2 separate regions of the Rattus norvegicus genome follow, and region 1 is linked to region 2. The links are chromatin contacts, called in public Hi-C maps. All regions are on one chromosome and are shown on one strand. The core of a region is the stretch at or near the end of the contact, and the rest is flanking DNA. Distances in the headings are between cores, read along the strand shown. Region 1 has its middle 25 kb from the start of Mrps31. Region 2 holds the start of Smim19 (small integral membrane protein 19).

Region 1 (5,496 bases), core at 396-2,895, 44 kb after region 2:
CTGGGACCCCACACATGTGAGACTCGGAGAGCTCAGGCCAGCACATGGTGGCTCTGGGACACAGCAGAACTGTGAACTGTGTGGCCAGGCCACCACTTGAAGGTCCCAGGACATGGCAGGCATGTGGACATGCCCAGGCCACAATGTCCCATTGCCCACGCAGGAAAATCACGCAAACAGGTACGCCCCAGGCTGCCGAGTGGTGGTTGTCGGACCTGGCAAGTGTGCAAATAGGTGTGCCCAGGCCAGGAGGTTGGTGGCACTGGAACATAGCAGGCACGACAGCAGGTGTGAACAGATGTTACCAGGCAAATAAGAGGCACGGCCAGGCTGATAAGTGCTGGCGCTGGGACAGGTTTGCAGGCAAACAGGCAACACTCCACCACCAAGTGACAAGCCTGCCGTATGGCTGCCCTGGGCTGTGAGGGAGTTTAGGCCACCATGTGGCAGCCCTGGGCGTGACTGTTGAACACTCCTTCCATTCCCCAGGACACGGTATGTGCATGAATAGGAGAGCTCAGGCCATCACACAATGGCGTAGGGACACAGTATGTGCATCAACAGGAGAGCTCAGGCCGTCACGCGATGGCGTAGGGACACAGTATGTGTATACCCTGCAGCTGCCTAGAGATGTGGCAGGTGAGAACAGGCACACCCAGGCCACCACTTGGCAGTCCTGGGATACGGTAGGTGTGCAGACGTGTGCGCCCAAGCCACTCCACGACAGTGCTGGGACACAGCAGAGGTGGAAGCCGCTGTGTCCCGCTGGCAGCACTGAGACTGTAGGTGTGCTTGGGTTGGTGGTTTGAGGCTCTGGGATACGATCATGTACAGACAGGTGAGCACAGGCTGTTACGTGTTGGCACTGGAACGTACAGGCACATGAACAGGCAAGCCCAGGTAGTGCTGGTTCCAGCACATACGTCTGATCAGGCACGTCCAGGCAGCCACATGGAGGCCCCGGAACACGGTAGGCATGCAAAAGAAGTGTGAGCAAACCGTAATGCCCTGGGAAATAGCAGGTGTGTGAGCAGGTATTCCCAGGCGGCCACGTGCTGGTGCCAGGACACAGAAATCACGCAAACTGGTGTGGCCAGGCAGCCATGTGGCCTTGCTGGTACATGTCATGCACACAAGCAGGCATGCTCAGGCCACTGCTTGGCATTGCTTGAACACAGCTGCATCCAAACAGGTGAGACCAGGCTGCATGGTTGGTGATGCTGGGATACGGTGAACATGTGTGAACAGGCATGTCCAGGCTGCCGTGTGGTGGCCCTGGGACACAGCAGGCGTCTGATAACCCTGGGCATGTAACTGTCATGCCCGGGATATGACATGATGATGGTGTGACCCTGGCAAGTGAGGACAGGCTTGCTGAAGCCACCACATGAAGGTACTAGGACATGGCAAACAGATGAATATGTGTACCCAGACCACCATGAGGTGGCGCTTGGATAAGGCACATTTGTGGCCATAATTCACCCATCCCCCACCGCCCACTGCCCACTGCCCACCTCTCTCCCCCCACCCCTCAGTTAACCAAGCTCAGAACAGGCATGTCTAGGCCACCCAATGGTAGTACAGGAACGTGACAGGCTTGTGACCAAGCATGCCTACTCTGCCATGTGTAGGCGCTGGAACAGTGCCACCGTGTGGCAGCTCTGGGAAATAGCATGTGCGCGAAATAGGCATGTCAAAATGCCGGAACACAGCATTCCCTAATCAAGACGCCAATTGCCATAGCAGGGTCTGAGTGCAAAGAGCCATGCCCAATCTTCCACATGGCAATCCAGGGACAAGGAAGGCCTTCAAACTGGTGTGACCAGGACACCACTTGGTGACTCTGGGATACGGCAGGCAGGCAAACGAGCATGCACAGACTTCCAAGTGCTGGCGTGGGGCAAGCGTCGAACAGGTCTGCCCGGGGCCACCATGTTCCAGGGCTGGGGCAAGGCAGGTGTGTGAGACAAGGCATGCGCGGCTCGCCAAGTGGCAGCTCAGCGAGGGCATGTGAATGAGCGCGCCCAGGTGGCCAAGTGGACGTCCTGTGCCACGGCAGGCGTTGTGAAATGGACAGGTTTCTAGTTAAGACAGTCTTGCGGTGAGCAAACAGGTGTTGGCGGGGAGAAGAGGAAGGACAAGCAGGTTCGCAGAGCGGAAGTTGAGCAAACAGGTGTTGGCGGGGAGAAGAGGAAGGACAAGCAGGTTCGCAGAGCGGAAGTCAGTCAGTGGAGCAGTGTTATCTCTGCTGTCCCAGGCCGGGACACTTTCTCACGGTTTCTTATTCCCATGTAACCAAATATTTCTCTAGTAAGCTTGCTGATCACAACTAATGCGAAACTTATTGTTTTCTTTTTCTTCTTCAACTGTGCTCTGGTTCTCCCCTGGTGGAGTTTTAAAAAAAAAAAAAGAATGTAATGTATTATTATTTTTTAAATTCTGATCATGGTTTCTCACACCCCCAACTCCTCCTAGATTCTCCCTGTTTTCTCACTAACCAAAGTTCACGGCCTTTCTTTCTTTCTTTCTTTCTTTCTTTCTTTCTTTCTTTTTTTTTTTTTTTTTCTTTTCTTTGGTTCTTTTTTTCGGAGCTGGGGACTGAACCCAGGGCCTTGCGCTTCCTAGGTAAGCGCTCTACCACTGAGCTAAATCCCCAGCCCCCTTCCCCCCTTTCTTTCCTTTTTCCTTAGTAGAAAACAAACAGCTATCTATCTAGATAAACAAATAAATAAGCAAAACAAAAAACCAAAAGAAAAAAAAAGAAAAAAGAAAAGAAAAAGCACAAAGAAACACATACAGACACGGAGACATATTCACACAGAGAGAAATATAAAACACACAACCAGAGAACATAATATAGAAGCAAAAGACCTAAAAGCCCAGACAAAGCAATATAAGACAAAAACAAATCCAGAAATCCCACTGTAGTCGTTTTATGTTGGCTGTCTATTGCTGGGCTTGGGGCTTAAGAGTGGTTTGTATGTCGGGTGAGCCCCCCCTGGAGAACACTTAAGCTGTCCTTTGTGGGGGGATATCAGCTGGAGAGAGCCTCTGGGTCAGGGATGGGAGCGTGTGTCTACTTCCCGCTCCGTGCTGGTGTAGCATCAGTCTCTGTGAGTTCATACATGCACCTATCTGTCCTGTTGCGCCTGGAAGGTCTTGTGGCCATGGTATCCTCCCTCCCTCTGGATCTTAAACTCTTTCTCTTTCCTCTTCCACAGTTTCCCCACAGCAGCCAACTGAGGCACTGGTCCATGAGCATGGCGGAATGTTATTGGGAGTCATTTTACTGCTACATATTTTTAAAGCACTATTTGGTTTTACCCTAGGTCCCTGGGTTACCTCGTCTCCAGTTGTCGCATTGGGCATGAGTTCTATCGCATGGAGTGGGCCTTAAATCCAATCAAATGTTGGTTGGTTAGCACGATAAGCACCTGGTGTTTACCCGTCTCCTTTGGTAGTGTGCAGAGTCACCTCCAGAACCAGGCACACCAGTCAGCAGGGGTGAAGAAGGTTCCAGATGGGTATCAGCTTGACTTCTCTGTGCTCAGTGAGTTATGTAGGTGTTGTCTCCAGCAGCAGGGACATCATTGTGTGTGTGTGTGTGTGTGTGTGTGTGTGTGTGTGTGTGTGTGTGTGTGAGAAACCATTTGCCTTGTCAATAGCCCAGATCATTTGAGGGTTTCCACGGGGTTTGTCCAACAACTCAATTAACCGTTACCCAGACTGGCACTGGAGGTTTCATTTGGTGACAAGAGATGCTGTGGGACTGTGACAAGGGAGACATGGTAGGTGTTCTCACACCTGCCACATCCCAGCTCTGCTGCCTGAGGTGGTGCTTTTACACCTGCTCACTCGCCTGCTCTGCCCCAATACAACCACAAGGCAATGTGGGCTCACCTGTTTACGTCTCTGCTATGCCCCTGCACCACCGCCTGGCCGAGAAGGCACGCCTGTTTGAACACCTGCCTTGTTGAAGCAGAGCCATGTGGTGTGTGGCCATACGTGTTCGCATGCCAGTGGTGTCCCAGGGCCTCCACACTGTGCCTCTGCACCACCTGTTGGCATGCTTGAATTGCCCTGGGTCAACCAGCGGCAGACTGAGCACACCTGTGTGCATGTGGTCCATGTCCAAGAGCCACCACATGGTGGGCTCTGCTTGTCTATTACCATGTGTGTCACGTCCTAAGATACCGACCACCTCATGGCATACATAGGCCATGAAACGAGCACCACGGTATGGCGGCACGAGCTAACCTGTTCACATGCTAGCCATGTCTGAGTGCTTCATGTGATGGCACAGACGTTCCTCCTCCCACGGCTGTCATGTTCCTGCCCTTTAATCTTAGCACTTGGGAAGCAGGTCTCCGAGTTCAAAGCCAGCCTGGTGGACAGAGAGTTCTGCGACAGCCAGTGCTACACAGAGAAGCCTGTCTTGAAATACACACACACACACACACACACACACACACACACACACACACACACACACTGCACTTCTCTTTCTACAGTTACCATAGAATCAGGAGGTGGGGGCTCCTCCATGAGGGAGGAGCCTGTCTCAGGTGGTCTTTAAGCTACTGCAATAGTAGAATGAACCTGTTTAATGATCACCCACTCTCCTGTAAGTAACTCCTTACCCATGAGTACCCAAATATGCCCCAATGCACTCCTTGGTTGCCAAGCTGGACTTCAGTAGAAACCTTCCTTTCCTCTGTATTGATGACCTATGGGGCGAATGGATGTTTGTTCTCGTCTCCCCAGCAAGAGTGAAAACAACAGTCCCAGACATCCAATCCATCCTTCTGTTTTTCCTTCTGTAATCTTCAGTAGTTTGACAGAATAAAGGACTATGGTCATGACAGATCCCTGAGACAGGTAGACCAACAGGGAGAGAGGCCCCAGATAGACAAAGGAGATGCCAAACTTCCAGCTTTTTCCTCCCCTACTGACCTGGGACCCCTCCATCAGCCCAGACTCCTCAGACAAGGTCAAGGGTGATCCTTCTGGATGTGCTTACCTGAGGCCATGGGTGTTAGGTCAAAACTGATGGAGGAGTCACGGGAAGAAACCAGCCTCTCCAAAAACAGATTTGTTCCTTTAGTCAGAACGACTGAGGGTCACCTGTTTCCAGTGGATGTGGAGTCTGAACCTGTGGCACAGGGCTTGGGGTTTTCTAGGGTGGAAAGGGGGAACTTTTGGGATAGGAGATTCCATTTGCAGGTCAGCCGGCAGCCACCTTATCAAAAACTTCCGGGATCCCGCTGCCAGCCCACCAGCGTTATCAGAGAAATAGTTTCCTGTCTGGAGTATCTCAGCCTACCTGAGGCCTTAGAGAACTAACCCTCCATTCCAGACCCTGAGGACAGGTAAAAAGAAGGGGTGATGTTTTCTCTCATCGGCAGCTTCCTGCTGGAAGGGACTATATGGGGCTAGACTCTGTCCCCAGGATCTGAGGGTGCATGGGTCAGGATGGCTTTATATAGGAAGAGGGAT
Region 2 (5,569 bases), core at 2,329-4,828:
TCAGTGGTTAAGAGCACTGACTGCTCTTCCAGAGGTCCTGAGTTCAAATCCCACATGTGAACCACATAGTGGCTCACAGCCATCTGTAATAGGATCAGATGCCCTCTTCTGGTGTGTCTGAAGACAGGGACAGTGTACTCATATAAAATAAAATAAATAAATAGTGGCTGGAGAGATGGCTCAGTGGTTAAGAGCACTGACTGCTCTTACAGAGGTCCTGAGTTCAAATCCCAGCAACCACATGGTGGCTCACAACTACTTGTAAATCAGATGCCCTCTTCTGTTGTGTCTGAAGACAGTGACAGTGAACTCATATATAATAAATAAATCTTTAAAATAAATAAATAAATAAATAAATCTTTAAAAAAAATAGGATAATAAGTACCCCCAGCAAAAACTGTTGAGACACAAATAAATGAACTTGCAAAGGGCCCAGCAGCTGGCATGTTTTAAGTGCTACATTAAGTATCCCCTATTATTTCTTGGCACTCGGTTTTTACAATGTTTCATAAATGTATACAAAGCTTGCCCAACTAACATATTACCTATGGGTTAAGATACATTTGATGTTTTCCCATGATAACCAGTATTTATTCAATAGGTACACACAAGCCAGCTGTGTATAGACATAACAGATGCCAGGGCAATTCTCAAATATAGTGCTGTATAAATAGGAACAGCCTTAACCAACATTGCATTTGAAGTGAGGAAACAAACTCCATGAAAAACTAGTGTAGGATTAAACTATAGAGGTAGCCTGGAATAGCCCTTAAATAAGGGCAAGACAGACCTAAGAAGGAAACAGACGCACTTGCTACATTGTTCATTTCATAGATACTTTCCCTGCCCAGGCTCTGTTCTAGGCCCTGGGGACAAGCAACAACTCACTTGCAGCACAAACTGACTTGGAGTCTGTGGGCTAAAGGACACTTACACCAGAGACAACTTTTCCCATTTCAGTTTTGGCAATGTGGGAACAGGACCCAGGACTCCAAGCATTCTAGGCAAATTCTCACACTGAATTGCCTCCCCAGCCCAGAAGCCCAGTTTTGAAGTGAAGATGAGACAGGCTTGCCTTCCTATCACCACTTACAGACAGGAGCTAAGTCTGTGCTATGGTCACTACAGCTGTCACAAACATAGAAATGGTGCATATGAATAATTTAGTAACTCTTCATGTACTACAGGTTATTTTAAATCTACTCAATTGGGTGTAGATTATATTAAGGGAATATATTTCCCTACTTCTTAATAACAAATGGTATGATTTATATCTTGTTGTTACTATTATTGGGATAGATTTTGTTCATAGTTCCAAAATTTTTCCCAAAGGACAGAAGGGGATTCCTAACACTATTCTCTCTTCCCCTTTTCTTTCTTTCATCTACCATCAACTACTGGCACATCTCAAAGCTTGCAACGTGCTTGAGGAGATCTGTATGCGGTAGCAAGAGTTATTTACAGAGAAATATTCACTCAGAAAGTCAATTTGTAACTTTCTCTTCTGTATTTGCCTCCTTCAACAAAGGCAATGTCCTCAGGTAAAGAAAGAAACCCTTTGGTAAATACCAACTAACAAAGCTTTGCCAACATTTATTTCTTCCCAGTAACGTACCCATTAGAATTATCTGATAGGTAAGTTCCAATATGCTAATTTAGCCACAGGCACAAGCTTCCAACCATGTCCCTCAGTTTGTCAAATCTTTCTACTCTCTCATGATACGAGACTCTATCACCCTCACAAATCAGTTTTTGAACTGTTATGGCTACCTAAATCATTAAATGGCATCTTTATAGTCTAGTCTTATACTGGATATAATATTGAATATGTGTTTAAAATACTTAAACCCTAATTTAAAAGGTATGCACAACTAGTCACAATACAGAAAAATCTACCATTCTTAATATTCAAAGGCTCAGTGAAACCCCAACACTCCTAGCTGAGTGATCCCAGCATTCAGGAAGCAGAGGCAGGTAGGTCTCTTGAGTTCAGAGATATCCTGGTCTACATAAATCCAGGCCAGTCAGTGAAACCTTATCTAAAAGATGAGAGGGAGGGAAAAAAGACACACTCCAGCAAATCTTAACAGCCTGCTGTTTGTTTTAATTTTCTTAGTTTGGTGTTGAAAAAATAATTTCACATGTTTTCCTTTAGTTAGGAACTGTACTAAGAAACACACAGGGGGTCCCTTCAAGTATTGTTAGTACCTTAGTGCCCACCTTATCTTGATCAACTTCTGAATCATGTTATATAATGGGCACTCATGAGTAAGAGTCACAAGGGTTTTTAAAGTACTAAACACCCAAATGGATTAGGTGCAATTCTACTTTTAAAGCCGCACTAATTTGCTGAGCTACTCTGTGATCAACACCCTTAATTTCACAAAAGAAACAACTCTTTAAAGCAAACGTTTTATACACAGTGGTGCATGCAAACCGAACTCAAGCGCTGAAAAAAGGGAACAATCTTCTCTTAAGCAAGAAGCTACCCTTGAAAATGAACTGATATAAAACATCTATGAACATCTGGCACTGTCCTAGCAAACAGCCCACTACTACTGTTTCTAATTTCTTAACTTTAAACTCAATGGTTAAACATTATATAAATGGTTGTGTATATGATATACGTAAATGCACATATAGTGATAGTATAAAGTAGGCTGGTATGTTTCTGTACCTAGGGGAAGGTGAGTTTGTGATAAGGCAAGACAACTTGCTAAAAGTTACAGTATTATTTACTCGTATATCTGCATACCAATTCAACAGAACCGCTACACTGCGAGCAAGAACTGTAACAAGAAGTCAGATGATCCCAGAGAACTTGCCCTGCTGGAATAGCTAAGCCCTTAAGCACGTGGACAATGGGCCGCTTTATTTGCATGGCCGCACTAACCTGGGGACAGACTGATCGGTTTAATGGCGAAACTGCAACCCCACAGAACAATCATCACCTGCCTCACGCTGGAAAACCTTAACCATTCAAGTCACTAGGCAAAGTTTTTGTTGTCTTTTCTTCTTTGAAAAATACCCTAGCCATTCACGCAAAGATGCGAGAGCAATCGCCTTGGCCTCGCAGCCGGGAAGATGAGGAGACCGAGAACCCAGCCAGCCAGCTTCCTCTCGGGAGCACGCGCAGACACCCCGAGACCGCCCCACCGCGGAGGAGCCTCGGCGCCCTCCGGCCTGAGCCCGCCGCTTCCCGCCCGCGCCGACCCGGGTCGCGGCGCACGGAGAGGCGCACCGCCGCGCCGCGCCGCGCTCCCGCCACACGCGGCACGCGGGCCGCCACGGCGCCCGGCTCCGATTCCGAAAGAGGGAAGGAAGAAAAACCAATAACAAAACCTGGCTTCTCGTTCCCTCCGGAAACCGCGGGCCGGCAGGAAGTGACGAAGGAGAGGTCGTCCGGTCCGCTGGGTCTCGGCCTGCGCTCCCCGCCCGACTCCCGGAACAGTCCGAGCGGAGCGGACCGGCGCGGCGCGGCGGCCTCCGCACCTCAGCAGCCGCTGAGCGCCCGCCCGCTCGCCCGCCCGCCCGCGCGCGGTCGCGTCACCGCCCCGCCCCCGGCCCCGCCCCGCCCCGGCCGGGCCCAGCCGCGAGCTGCGGGTCGTACCCTGGGCCTGGGTGTCTTCTGCAAACGGAGCGAGCGGGGCGGCTGCCGCGTGCCAAGGGTCCCGGGGTGCGGGAGGCCGCAGAGACGCCGGCGGGAACGTGCCACCGCCCGTCGCGGGAGGACTGTCCTGTATGCCACCTGGAGCAGATTGCACAGGCTCGGGGACGCGGCTGGAGGAGGCCAGGTTTGGGCGTCTGATCTATGTGCCGCCTCTGCCCCTCCGTTCCCGGGTCCCTGTGGCCTTGGGATCACACTGTCACCTGTTACAGAGTTGCAGTGCGTCAAAACAGAATGGGTGCAAAGAAAAAAATTTTTTACTCGAACGTGGACTGCGCAGTCCGCAGGCCTCAGCTGTGCTCCTTCCTCCAGGAAAGGGTGGAAGCCTGTGAGCTTGTTACCTCCTGCTTTAGGACCTCAAACTTCGCAGTGCTTCGGAGTCAGGAGAAAGAAGCGTCCCCTCCCGGTGTTGGGGTTTGGTTGTTAGGAATTAACATTTTAGGCTGCATTTCCGTGAGAAAGTAACAAAGTTCCACATGAGAGGCAGCAATAACATTCCAAGCGAGGTGGCAGGTAATGCTTAGTTCTAGAACGGAGCGGACCAACTTTAAAACTTAACGATAATGCCTCGTGATTAATTTGATCTTGTCACCTAAAAGTAGGTCAGCCTTAAACTAAACCCGGATGGATGCATTTTTTGACGGCATTATCTCTTAATGCTCGTATTTACCTAAGAGCTTAAATCAGCTCATTCTAGCTAGCGTCTTTCTAATGCAATAATAGTTTAAACATTACATCACAGGACAGCTGAGGGAAGGAGTCGGTTTTCCCAAAAGAGCCTGCAATGTCATTCCCAACATCTACCTGGGAGCATTAACCTTCCTGAAATGAACTCCTGGACATTTTACTTTAGACTGAAGAGGAAGGGCACGCATCCACACACTTGGTTGGATTACACAAGTGCGTGGGAGGAGTGGTTAAAGTACCGTGTCTGCACGGTGACTCTGAGTTCTCCATTCCTGACTTAGAAAGCATGGCGTTGGTGGTGTCAGGACTAGCAGGAGAGGCCTAGCTTCAGTGCAGATCCCTTACAACTGTGGGTCAAAGATAACTCCTACATCCCGGGACCTGTGGAGTTACAGTATTATTGCGTTCTATGGATGGTTTTATAGTATCTGTTGTATATCTCAGTTAGCATTTTGCCACTCTGGGTCAGCAATGGTTAGAAAACCTTTTTCTAAATACGATTAAAGAGTAACATGGTAGGAAGCAATCAAGCTCTGGGTAAAAGTAACGTTATTCATAAGGTGGCACATGGACAGGGTCTTGTCGAAAGTTTTAGCAAGAAGTTGATTGGGTTCAGATCCACGTGGCATTAGGAAACATTGTGTTAATTTGTCAGGTAAATAAATGGCAGTCCTTATCCTAGTGGCCTTATTGATCACTGAGTCCTTCCTCATTGGTTAACTCGCAGTTCTGAGGACTGTGGCTGTTAGTGCTCTATCATCTGTGCTCGTTTCCAGTCTGTAGCGTTTCCAGTCACACGCTTATGTTTTTCCAAACACGATCATAGCTATTGCTGTCTTAGTATCTTGGCATTCGCCAAGTATCTTGGTCTAAAATGCCACAAATTAAAAGCAATTCTAGTGTTTGGTCTTCCGGAAGTTTCCATCTAAAATAGACTGACTACTTACTATAAATCAAAAAATTCAGAGAACCCCTGGAATTGAATTTTTAAAAAATAATAAGATTTGAACATGTGACTCTGTCACCTATCCTGTTCTCCCCACTCTACCAAAAGCCCATGACTCCAGTCGTTAATATTTAGGAGTTAGGTCTGCCCTCATATTTAGATCTTAAAGTTTTAAGTCTTTCATAGCTAAATTCTGTTTACTGTTCCTTGACCAAAAGATTTTTACAAGATTTTACCAACACGTGTAGACTGCCTGAAACACTTCTGCA

What was found. A called contact is a pair of places that touch in the nucleus more often than the background predicts.
Region 1: a Hi-C map of kidney shows a contact between it and region 2, with 2.3 times the contacts expected there. The contact joins the enhancer-like site here to the promoter of Smim19 in region 2. A contact is called at or near these places in 4 of 12 Hi-C or Micro-C datasets (hepatocytes, kidney, liver and 1 more).

Annotation. Positions count from the first base shown.
Region 1 is chr16:76,296,611-76,302,106 of GRCr8, forward strand. No RefSeq gene overlaps it. Among named protein-coding and RNA genes, the nearest start is that of Mrps31, 25 kb to the right of the region's middle. Within about 2 kb of position 1,646, at least 33 of the 93 cell types and tissues checked have an H3K27ac peak or open chromatin away from gene starts, as enhancers often do. A contact at or near this core is called in hepatocytes, kidney and liver, where this site is marked.
Region 2 is chr16:76,250,392-76,255,960 of GRCr8, forward strand. Smim19 (small integral membrane protein 19) reads left to right here and starts at 3,579. Exons shown (of 4, transcript NM_001399377.1): 1 at 3,579-3,794. Slc20a2 (solute carrier family 20 member 2) reads right to left here and starts at 3,490. Exons shown (of 11, transcript NM_017223.2): 1 at 3,343-3,490.